2 separate regions of the Zea mays genome follow, and region 2 is linked to region 1. A link is a contact called in public Hi-C data. All regions are on one chromosome and are shown on one strand. Each heading gives the region's core, a stretch centred on a gene start, on an enhancer-like site or on the middle of the called end of the contact. The rest is flanking DNA. Distances are from core to core; before and after follow the strand shown.

Region 1 (6,484 bases), core at 383-2,882:
GGCCAAATCACATTCGAGGTATTATACCTTAGTGGAATTTAAAGAGTCAGATTGAATTGCACAGTGCTAAATCTCTATTTATATTTCACAGTGCAACAAAGAACATATAAGCTACAAAATAACAAAGCTATCACAACTGACCTGGTTACAAACAAGCTTAGAGTCGCCTTGAGCACGAATATACTTGAACCCTTTCTTGGCTGCATATGTTAGCCCTAGGATCAATGCACGATATTCAGCAGCATTGTTGGTTGCAATGCCCAGACCCTCACGTAGTTGAGCAATCTTCAGTAAAGATCATAACACGGTAACCAGCTAGGTATGATAACTCGGTATAAATAGAACACATCAGTTTAGTTACCAGTTGGCTACATACCACGGAACCATCTACCTGCCTTATTATTGCTCCAGCACCGGCTTTCCCTGGATTTCCTTTAGAGGCACCATCAAATTCAAGAATACAAGAGAGCTGCAAAAAAGGTCAAAACTGCTGATGAGCGCAGCTTCATGTATCATCACAGCACAGATAAATTAAAAATATACATGCTAGTAACAAACCAAACCATAACTACAGGAACAAGCCAAATAACAATACAGAGAGTGGGCATTGCATTATTTATACTCACATGACTATCAGGTAATGGTACCTGCTCATCAACTTTGGGATGCTTCTTTGATGGTCCGATTTCCTTGAGAAAATGATTTTTAGTGCGAGTTAATGAGATATATAAAGGTCACTTTTGAATGGAAATGAACCACAGTGACAAAGAAAACGCTACTCACAATCTCCTGTGATCTTTTCAGAGTAGACGATGCAGCTCCATCAGGTTGCTGAAACCATAAGTTGCACAATGAGCACACCATGAGATGTTAATGTTACGGCAAAAGTCAGGTAGTATAAAACTGAATTTCATGTCCAGAAATCACCAGCAACCTTATCGAACTCTAAATTACCTGAAGCAGCTGGAACTTACGAGCAGAGAGCATTGTTCGTGTTACCTGGAAAGGGCAGGGAACTAGATCGTCGAACAATTCATCTCGTGCATCTGTTGCATCAATGGCGTAGAGAGCGTTCCTTAACCCGCGCGCGGCGAGGTATTCCTCGGTGTCTTTACGCAGCGAGTAGCCTTTGAAGACGGTGACAGAAGGGTCGCGAACCTAGCAGCAGTAGCAGTAGGGGCATGGTCAGCCACAGCAAGAAAGCAAAGGAAGGAAAGTCACGGAACTCGAAGGCACATACCGAATTGCTGACTTGAGCTTGGCATTCGCTGAGGGTTTTGTAGATGCCGATGACGTCCCCCTTGCGGACGACGTAGAAGGGTTCACCGACTGAAGACGAGTCCATTGACGTCTTTGCGGCGGATCTCTTGGTGGAGCGCAGTGAGGAGGAGGAGGAGAAGCGCGTGCGCGGCTGTGGGAGTGGGAGTGGCGACGGCGGCGGCGGTACGGAAGGCCTGACAGCCCAGAAGAACGGGTAGTGCCTCCTCCACGCCGCTCTGGAAATCAGCAACCCACAGTGGAAAGAAGAGTAACTGCGAATCACCATTAGAGAGGCGGAGGAGAAGGGCAGAAGTCTGGCCAGGCTGGGACCGGAGGTGGGGCTTACCAACCGCCGCCGCGCAGGAGCAGGCAGGTGCTCCCTTCCCTTCCCAGTAGAGACGGGCAGACGGCGATATCGACGAAGATAGAATGGACCGGGCAGACTATTGGGATGGATTCTCTTCGAAGCCCACTAAGTGATGGGCCTTTTCTGTAAGAGAATGAATATCTAAAGCAAAGCCCATAAAATGAGACAATATTGGGTCAATGCTGATGTCGTGGCGTCTGGAGCTTACCAAAGCCCATGAAAGCTTTGACTTGGAGCTTTCCTGTTCATTTCCTTCTTGCCTTTCTTGGTCGCTCCTCAGTCTTCTGGACTGCACGGTACTTCTCGCGACGATTGATTTCGTCGTGGTCGTCGCTTTATGGCTACCTGCCTAGCTTGGTTGCTCCTCTCTCTTCTTATCAGGCTAGGTAAGTTCTCGTGCGTTACAACCAAATCGTATAATAACACGATAACTTATGTACATGTGTGTTATATGTATATGCTCGTCCGTTGCTACGGAGTTAATATTATAAAACAAAAATTTTTTGTATATTAATGTATTTTATCATAACAACACACGAGCATATACCTAGTTAGATTCTTATGTGGTGAGGTCACAACTATTTAATTCCATTATGCTCTATAGGTTGCATGTACACGAGATAGTTCACGGGCAACTACTGATAAAGTGGTTCCTAAAGAGCTTCGAGCTATATGACAGTAACATACTGATGAAGTGGTTTCTAATACAAGAGCATACTGATGAAGTGGTTCCTAATACAAGGACTGAAGAAGTGGTGAATGGAGGGCTGTGGGTGTCTCATCACAGATTGCTACGACAGAAGCTGGTAGTACTATTTCAGCAGGAGCAACATCGTCTCCATGCATTGTTAGATGTTTAGTTAAAAATCACCCCGAAGAAGAAAGTGTAATCTGGCCACTTAAATTGTAATATGTGAAGTGCAGTGTGTACCGGTATGTGAACTTGTTTGAAACTATAATTTGTGAAATGAACTACTGTTCTCTAGTGAAAATAGTCTAGAATTCATTCAGTGATCTCAAGCACTGCTTTCTAGTGAAAATACTCCTCTATTTCCCTTGTAATCTATGAACTGCAGTTATTTCAGATTTCGGTAAAATAGTCACTTAAATCTGCAGTTATTTCGTATTTCTATGAAAATAGTCACTTGAATCTGCAGTTATTTCAGATTTCTATGAAACTGAACAATATTTATTTCTAAGAAACTATACAATAGTTCAAGACAAACTCAACAATATTTCCTGAGAAACAGAAAAATAGTTCATGAGAGATTGAACAATAGTTCCTAAGAAACTGAAGAATAGGTCGTGAGAAACTATACAATAGTTCACGAGAAAATAGTCTCTAGTTCCTAAGAAACTTAAAAATAGTTCAGTTGAAACTGAACAAAAGTTCCCGAGATACTGAAGAATAGTTTCCGAGAAACTATAAATAGCCTCAGTAGTACTGAGAAAATAGCCTCAACAGTTATTTCAGATTTCATATAAACACAAGTACACGGACTTAGCCATTTAGAGCCACAATGTACACAGATTGCTAGTACCTCATTCACAAAAAACAGTTTTTTCTTAAACATATGCATTTTAGCCACAACAGGCACAAGTACATAGATTTAGCTCGGTAGTACAAGTGCAATGCATTACCTCATCACTACTACACTTAATACAAAGGAACTACAGTGTGTACGCAGTACCACACAGTTCAATAAATACAAAAGGAACTGCATTACCAAACAGTTCACTGAATACAAAAGTAACTGCATTACCAAACACACAGTACAACACTTAATACAACCAACCAAAAGTAATACAAACAGACAGCATCCACGACGCAGCCTGCCTTGTGCGCAGCAACGACGACAAGCTACACAGCCACGACGACCTTCTTCTCAGCGACCATAGCCGCGTTGCCAACTTCCTCCGCAGCAAAATTGTTACTAAGATTGTGTTTGCCAAGAGTGAATGCTGATATTACTCAAGTATTATTGCATTTTACAAAAATGTTACTAAAAATGTACCTCCAAATTGTCGTACTTCACCTGACGACCAGGTCCAGGGGTCTTGTCAAGATCACATATACTCTTCATGATTTTGGAAGTAAAAAACTTCCAGCGGGGTGTGCCAACCAGTCGAGTGACTGGGCATTCAACATTGTCCTAATAATAAATCTAAAACAAATAAGAAATTATTGAATCTTAAAAGTTTGTAACTGGTTGTTATTACTGGATATTTATAGTGATATACATCTACACACAATGTAATTACTGAATCATGTGCATCTAAAAAACTAAAACATAAAAGCTGAATTACTAAACCTCTGTGAAAAAATAATTGAAGGGTTATTACCATAAAAAAGAATACATCCTTGGATGTGGGGTGTTGCAACATGCCTTGCTCTCTCCAACATGAACTTCTCAGACTTTGCAACAATATCATCACAGAGTCTCTGACACCAGTCATAATTCTTTACTTCCTCTAAACTTTCAGTTACAATATAGTCCTTGCTAGAAATGAACAAACTGGTTGTTGGGAACAACAAAGAATTACAAGCCAAGATCAAAAAACATCTGATGATCCAGTCTTCTTCATATTGGTCATGAAGACTGACCATCCTTTCAACAACCCACCGGGAGACCTCATTAGATGAAAGCTTCTTATATGCAGCCAAACACTTGTTGCGAATCAATCTGTTGAAAAGGAAAGTAGTGTAATAGTGTTATTAAATAACTGCATAAAAACACACACCAAGGTGTAGAAGAAAGGAAATAGCAGTAAGTTCATGCTGGAAGAGAAGTGTAATTGATTTTTTAAAATACATAATGCATACATACCTTGTTGGTTGTAGTGTATCACCAGTTTTTTAGCATCACCAGTTTAGAATCCTTAGGGGTCATCTACAGCTGTAGAGAAGGTAGCAGTAATAATATATTGTATAGAACTCAGACCAAGGAGGTTTAATATAGAAAAGATGACGTACCTCTTTGTGTTTAGTAGCTGTAAGTTCAGATGAGAAGCCAGCAGTGTTCCACTCTGCTAACTGCTTCGATTGTTTCTGTAGTCTTATCTGAGCAAGTGTTTGGAACCTATGGCTAAACTGGCGAACATAAATATAAATCCTTTTGAATAAACAAAAGAAAGTTGATGTTGAGATTTTCGTTGAGAATTTGAGCAAGTTTGCAGTTCTTTTTTTTATCAGAATGGGAGATGTGAAAATAGTTTACCATGGAGTAAGCAGAGTATATGTAGTCTGACGCTCCAAAGTTGATGCCATCAAACACGAAGGCCAGGGAATTAATGGTCTGCGTGCCGGCGACAAACTGAACCAAGATAAAAGTTGTCTAATTCAGTGTCTGAATCTTGCAAAATGCTTGCATATGGAGCGGCGTTGTTTCGATGGCCAGGCCAGGCCACGTCCTTACTGGGATGCCTCTGTGAATGACTTGGATCATGGGCACGTCGCTTGTGAAAATGCCAGCCCCAAACCTCATAGCAAGTCCTAGCACGACAGTGAGACCCATGCCCAAGACAATGCTCAGCTGCAAGGCGAACATGACCATTAGCATGGCATGGCACCTGGTTGCTGTTGGAGGAAAAGGGTTGATAAGGATCTGATACACACTGTTGTCCTATATTGTAAGTTTAGCTGCAACACACAAGATGTCGCGGCAACGACCTTCTTGCTATCGTTCTTGGCGAACGCGCTTGCAAGCACCGCCTGCAGTCAGTCAACGACACCAGGATTTAGTTCGTGTTATTTTAGGACCTGCCACAATAGCATCCTAGGCATTAGACAAATCAGCAGTGGTAAAAAAATTCATGGTTAGAAATACAGTTAGACAAAGGTAGCAGCAGTAAAAAAATGCTGCTACCTCTAATTTATGTCGTTATAATATAACCTCACCAATCTAACCTTTCTATATCTTTGGATTGAAGGGTGAGAACAATAGTAAAGCTTCCATACCTCATGTAAATGCTCTCTGACTTAAACCGCCCTCTCTCTCGGATAAATAAGTGGTAAATTGTTCCCTTTTTGGTGGAACAGCTACAAGGACGATTTGTAAATTTTGGAGTCCTTTCCTCCTTTAAATGGATCTTGGTAGCAATATGTATACAAAGACGACAAGATGAATGAACCGCTGCCATGTCAATAAGAGCTTTGAAAGAATCGGATGGACCATCATACTTCCACCTAAGATGCAAACAAAAGAATGAGATGTGTTTATTGTAAGTACAAAACCATGACGAATGCACATGCTTGATGCTACAATAAGCCTTTGTCAGTACAGCTAGGATCAAACCCACATGTTACTCAGGAAATTTTATTCACCATTAGTTTAGTACAGATATTCATGATCAAACTTCAGATGTTTTCAACAGAACTATCAATGTTCAAAGAAACGGTGAACACAGACCTATCTTTTTTGGAGTGGTAAACAAAATGACTTCAGAGTAAAACATACATATGTGACAACAAATTTATTGTGCAGTGCTATCAAGGTCCATGAACTTTGAAAAGGCATACTGGACCTCGATGACACATTTAACAGGTTCATTTGTTAGCTGGATTTTTGTTTTCCATTATTGATTATCATTGCATTTTGTACCATCAACTATGAAGTATGGTTGTTGTAGCTTGCTATATAACTAATTCATAAATGGACATAAGAGTGGGGTAAGAGTTTGTTGTATAAGGATTATCCAATAAAATAATTAATCACCAAAACAGATAAATGGACACAAGAGTGGGGTAAGCGCTTCCTGAGAGATAAAAAAGAACAAATAATCGAATCAGAGACTGCATCAATTCAGTGAAAACAAAAACATTTCCTTCTCTCGCAACCAGACAAGCGAGAAGATGTA
Region 2 (6,446 bases), core at 1,066-3,565, 160 kb after region 1:
GGAAATGTGGATCGGCCGAAATACGCGATCACCAACCCAGACAGGTTTTATTTTATTTTCCTTTTTTTGTTTTGTATTTCTTTTCGGATTCCAATTTCAAAGGTTCAAACCAAATTTAAATTCTTGTTTTTGAGCTTTAGTCTTAAAATACCTAATTAAGTCCCAAGATGAGTATAACTCTCTCTCTGTTTGCCTTGATTTTATTTATTTTATTTCCTATTGTTTGCTTATGAAAAGGATCATTTACTTAATTAAAACTTTCTTTCTGAATTTTGAGTTCCCCATTCAAATCCCAATAAGTTCAGATTTCAAAATTAATTATTGGAAATGAGTGCACAACCAAATAAACTCTAGCATGATGCATAGGTATATATATATTCACCTACTTCATTAAGAAAAATGGTTTAGATACCTAGACAAAATTTAGTATTTATCTTTTATTTAGCTTTAGGAAACTAGCTCCAGTTTCATAATTACTTTAAATTCTTAAATCTCCAAAGAGTTTCCTTAAACTTAAGATTAGGATTTTGGGTGTTACAGCGAGTGACTCCGTAGAGAGTCGCGGACCTTCTCCACGCGCAAGTTGTGCTCCACTAACGGAGCCTCTCAGATGGTCCTCGCCGTCTCCACTATCGAGCTTCCGGTCAAATCATCGTGTGCCTCATTCCCTCTGGTACACGGTGGTGGCCGTATCACAAACGCAGTTGATACGGTCTTGCAGGACTCTCGCACTACACGGTACAATTACAACTGCTCGCACAAGAGCCGAGGGGTTTGTGGGTTTGCTAACCTCACTCACACAGCTAGGAACAAACCTAGAGCAAGCGCTAATACGTTCTAACTAACATAAGCACATACGATAATCACCGAGTGATTCTATTAAGCACTTGTGTGATAGAGCTCTTGGAAATGTGCCTCTATGCTTTGGATATGTTTCTTGTGCTCCAACTTCTCCAAATGGCCGACTAGGGGGTTTATATAGAGCCCCCATTCAATTCTAGCCGTTGGCGGAAAGCTGCAGAATTCTGTCTACGTGCGCACCGGATCGGTCCGGTACGCCACTGGATTCTTGTTCGGAACCTCCATGTCAGCTAGTCGTTGCCTCTGTCGGCACTGTAGCCGGTCTGGTGTGCCACCACACGGTTCGGTGCCAGCCACGTCACCCGACAACCCGTTGCTGACCGTTGGAATTGATCCGGTGCGCCACCCGCTTGGTCCGGTGTGCTAGCTCACCAGGTGCCCGAAAAACAGGCTCTCTGGAATTTCGGTCTGGTGTGCCACCGGATCGGTCTGGTGCACTAGTCAGCATCCTAATCTGTTTTCTTCAGTTGTCTTCACTTGGGCTTGTTGCTCCACTTGTGTCTTGGATTTTGCTTAATACTTGTAGGTCTTCATCGAGTCTTTAAGTGTCTTCTCTTGATGTGTTGCATAATCAAATCCTAGGTCCAATTCACTTCACCCAGAGACTCGCTTCGCTACAGTGGAGGAGGAATGGATGAGGACGACAATTGAATTGTGGGGAGGAGAGAGACTGCCAACATACAGAGCGTTTGAATATGCTTGCATTTTGCATGCCTAGATACGAAGTCTATTACATAAGCGAACAATGTTGTTTAGACATGCAATAAACAGATCCAGAGCAATTCAAGGAGCTCACTGTAGTCAGTCTAAAGGTGACGGCGATTGTGCAAACATTTCTTACGTGCAAGTGTGCAAGCGAGTCTCTTGATCCGTTAGATCAGGAATCTTATCTAATATTTAACACATAAACGCTCTCGCCACCAGGTCACCAGCTTGTGTAGTTTTATAAAACTCTAACAAACAATGATTGTATCTATGATTTATCATTATCTAACATACTAGAACACTCGCTTGCACGCTTACATCTAAGGACCGCTTGTACAACCTTCGTTGCAATAGTTTATTTAAATGACATAAGAACGAGGGTAAAAGTAAAACTGACTTTTTATGTCTCTCTCGGCTAAGAACAAGTTAGCATACAAGATGACGCGCTGATTTAGCATTGACACATCACTGAAAATTTAATAAATTTATAAATCATGTACTGTTTTTATGGTTATGGTAATTATATACTTCCTTTTAGTTTGATTTTTGTGTCAAATTTGATTGGATCGATTTATTCATTTTTTAAATAAAAAAAATCAAAACTATACTTAATATCACAGTAAATATTAACAATAATTTTGATTTTTTTTGAACAAGAGAAATCGGTTATACTTGGAATAAAAATGTCAATTATAAATTAGACTGCGATAAAGCCGGCCGAGAAAAATGTGAGCTCCGTATCCGTAATTCCGTATCATTGTTTCTCTCCTGAGTCTCCTCCTTATCAGAGAGGAGCTGGGGAAAGTGCTCCCTCCGCCTCCATCCGTCCGTCGTCGCCCGGCGAATCGATCGAAGCTAGCAATCAAATCAGAAAGAGCAAGAGAAGCGCCCGAGTCCCTAGGCCGGAAAGCTATGGACAGCGCCGCCAACTGGCGGTCAACGCAGGGCACCGACCCTGCCGCCGGCGGCGTCGATCCAAACGCGGCTGCCCCCGCCGGAAGCGACTGGCGCACCCAGCTTCAGCCAGAGGCGCGCCACAGGATCGTGAATAAGATGTACGTCCTCTCCATCTTCCTTCCCTCCTTCTGATGGGAACTGTCAAGCGATTCCAATTCTTTCGTTTCGCCATGGCGGATCCATGTCGCTTCTTTTACGACTCGATCGATTCGATTCGTGTACACCTGCTTCCCTCTTTACTTATCTCTTTACCTTATTTAGATAGAAACAAACAGTATGATGCTTGCTGGGTAGGGTCTGCTGATCCATCCTTGCACTTCGACCTAACAATTCGTTTACCTTTCTCTCATTTGTTTACTCACGGACCCCGACTCGTTTGTTCGTGACATATGTCCCTATTACAGTCGCATCGATGCATCCAATCCAATACATCATACTTTCTAAAATTATATATCTCTATTTAAAAAATTTAATCATCGAAATTATTAGTAGAAACTACATGACTACTTGTTTGTTTCTACTTGACTATTTTTTGCTTGCTATAATATTTTAAAAATATTTATAAAGCCATCTCTGCACCATAAACACACATGGAAACATACACAAGCTGCATAGAAACATACACATGCTGCATATGGTGTGAAATCATCACATCTGGAGGATTCACAACTCTTGCAATGCACATTTTACTACTAACTTTTTTCTCAGCCATTGCCCATGAAGCATGACTTCAATGTGCACCTGAGTTAAAAAATTCTCAGCCACGAGGGGTGACTTCTATGTGCATTTGGGTTTGTTTTAAGGTATGGGTGTAGCATGTGACAACTCATGACATGATTGTTTTTTTCCAACCCTTCCTTACCCGTAGTGAAGGGCAGCCATGACGTAGCGGTAGACAGCTGGCTGTCTCCAATTTGCTATCCTCCTTGCAAAATAATAAAGGATAAAAGTATGTAAAAATCCCCTTCCTAGACCCTCATCTTGTGTGAGAGCTTTTAGCATTGGTTATGCTGTATGATCCCAGTCTTTCTCCGCCAATTAATTAAGTCATGTATATGTCTGCGAATCGAAAGTGTCTATTTTCTAAGCAACGAGACTCTTACTCTCATAGAGAGGATGACACTACGAGTTGGTGGAGTTTTCTTTGTTTATTTTTCACACACTCCACAATGCCATACCTATCTAAAGGTTGGTGATACATATTTATAACCCAAGGGGATGCCGAGCATATGCTTTCTAGAGATGCGAATATGTTGTCCTACAAATTGCACTACACACTTAACAAATATGCTGCTGTCCTCTAGTAAAAAAACTGCAGCAAGAACTGCAGTCCTTCACAAGAGACCACATGATTTGTTCCATCATTCTCCTCATAAGTCTTGTGCGTCGTCTTGTGAGAAAGTTGGGTCATCTCGGACCTAGAGCAAAGCTCAAGGAACTTGATCCTCCCCAGGGGTTTGGTGAGCAGGTCCGCAAGCTGATCCTTGGTGCTGATCTAGCGCGTCTTAATGCTCCCCTCTGCCAAGCAGTCTCGGATGAAGTGATACCTCACTCGGATGTGGTTGCTCCGTTCACGGAACACGAGATTTTTGGCCAAGGCCAGAGCGGACTGGCTATCCACCTTGAGTTCCACCGCTCTAGTATCTCTCTCGAGAAGATCACCGAGCAGTCGAGCAAGCCAGAGCGACTGAGTTGAAGCGGCGGAGGCCGTTATGTACTCAGCCTCGTAGCTGGTCATGGCCACCACCTGCTGCTTGATTGACTGCCAGCTAATGGGGCACTTGTCGAGGTAGAAGAGGATCCCACTCGTGCTCTTGCTAGTGTCGATGTCGCCGGCGTGGTCACCGTACCCGACAAGGTGTGCCTCCACAGGGCACCTCGGGTAGTAGAGACCGTAGTCGAGAGTCCGCGCAACCATGGTTTTTAAAGCGGTATGGCGAGAAAAGGTGTTGGATCGCTGCCTAGACGCCTAGGCCTTGGACCAGTGCCCGCAACATAGCGGATGATCCTCTTCATAGCCTGCTCGTGCTCCGTCGTCGTTCGCCGCAGAAACCGACTGACGTAGTCGACGGAGTATGCCAAGTCCGTCCGTGTGTGGACGAGGTAGCGAAGAAACACGCAAGACGTCGGTATTGCGTAGCGTTACCTCCTCCGTCGTGCTGTCGCGACTCAACTTCAGCCTCTCCTCCATCGGAGTTAGAGCTGGGTTGTAGTCGGTGAGCCCAAACAACTCAACAATGTGCTTGGCGTAGACGATCTGGCGAAGTGTGATCTCAGAGTCGCCTTGGTGCACCTCAATGCCACAAGTCACTCATCTGGAAGGTGACCTTCATCTTTTCCTTGAATGCTGCCACCCATGCATTCTTGATGCTAGTGATCATCAAGTCGTCGACGTAGGCATCCACCAGCAAGGCATTTCCTCCGTTGCCCCGCCGGTAGATGTCCGCCTCTTGCGGGCTTCGCCTGAAGCCCATCCTCTTGAGCGTGGAATCCGACTTGGTATTCCACGTTCTCGCTGTCTGTCGCAAGCCATAGAGGGTCTTGCGCAGACGCAACACATTGCCCTCCTTGCCAGAGACTGCAAAACCTGGCGGCTGGTGTACGTAGACCTCGTCCTTTAAGTCCCTGTTAAGAAACATCGGCTTGACGTTCATGTGATGAACACGCCAGCCCTCCTGGGCTGCCAGTGCAAGGAGTCGCACAGATTCCATCCGTGCCATGGGGGTGAAGGCATCGTCGAAGTTGATTCCCTCCTGTTGCGAGAAACCACGTGCCATCAAGCAAGCCTTGTACTTAACGGTGGCGCTGGCTTTGTCCCTCTTTAGTTTGAACACCCACTTAAGGGTGATCGCGCGGTGACGACGAGGGAGGTCAGCGAGCTCCCATGTGCGGTTCCTCTCAACCGCATCCATCTCCGACTTCATCGCGACACGCCATGTCGTGTGTCTCGACCTCCGCGAAAGGTCGAGGCTCGCCGTTGTCGCACGCAAGATGCAACTCCATCGTTAGATTGCGAGACGCCAAGCCCGGCACCGACGGGTCGATGAGAAGGTCCTCCACTGTACGATACCGCAACGGCTCATCGTCGTGGCACGCGTCGATGCGTTCCTCGTCGTGAGAGAGCGGAGTAACGAGTTCCACCGTGTCGTGCTCGACACGAGCTGGCGTCGGAGGGGACGGGCCCGGAGGGGTTACCGTCGGTGTTGGAGTGTGTGGTGGCAAAGAGCTCGTTGGATCCGGAGTTGTGGCTAGAGAGCATTGGTGGCGAAGAGCTTGATGTAGCCGGAGTTGTGGCTGGAGAGTGTGGCGCTGCAGTCGGTGGAGACTTGGGGACTGGGGTAGACCTGCTCGGTGAAGAGTTGCCTACTCCCCTAGCTCCCTCGAAGTGGACGTACTCGATGGTGAAGTCGTCGTACGTTGGAGTCGTGCCGTCGTCCACCGCCTTGTCCCATGCCCATCGTCGCCCTTCGTTGAACACTACATTGCGCGCCGTTTGCACACGCTGTGTTCCTGGGTCATATGTGCGGTAGGCCTTCGAGCCCTCCGCGTAGCCAATGAACACCCCAGGGTGCTCCTGTCGTCGAACTTGCCGACGTGGTGAAGCTCCTTGGTGAACGCGACGCAGCCGAAGACCCGTAGGTGAGAGACCGCCGACTTGCGCGCATGCCAAGCCTCGTACGATGTCATCCCGTTGAGTGCCTTGGTGGGTGAGCGGTTGAGGATGTAGACCGCTATCACCACCGTCTCTCCCCAGATAACAACCAACATTCCCCTCTGTTTGAGGAGAGTTCGAGCCATCTTCACAACCATTTGGTTACGTTGCTCGACGATGCCGTTCTGCTGCAGGCTGTGTGACGCAGAGTAGTGGAGCTAAATGCCCTCATCCGCGTAGTACGACATGAACTCAGTCGTCGCGAATTCGT

The links. Hi-C and Micro-C count contacts between places; a contact is called where the count stands out from the background.
Region 2: a Hi-C map of ear shows a contact between it and region 1, with 2.5 times the contacts expected there. The contact joins the promoter of LOC100383729 here to the promoter of LOC100274104 in region 1. A contact is called at or near these places in 2 of 25 Hi-C or Micro-C datasets (ear and leaf).

What each region holds. Positions count from the first base shown.
Region 1 is chr4:51,386,534-51,393,017 of Zm-B73-REFERENCE-NAM-5.0, forward strand. It overlaps LOC100274104 (putative rnase H family protein), which reads right to left and starts at 1,633. Exons shown (of 9, transcript NM_001360534.1): 1 at 1,241-1,633; 2 at 1,000-1,158; 3 at 784-831; 4 at 627-689; 5 at 377-469; 6 at 142-285. The coding sequence starts at 1,546.
Region 2 is chr4:51,542,301-51,548,746 of Zm-B73-REFERENCE-NAM-5.0, forward strand. LOC100383729 reads left to right here and starts at 2,316. Exons shown (of 10, transcript NM_001321633.1): 1 at 2,316-2,621. The coding sequence starts at 2,479.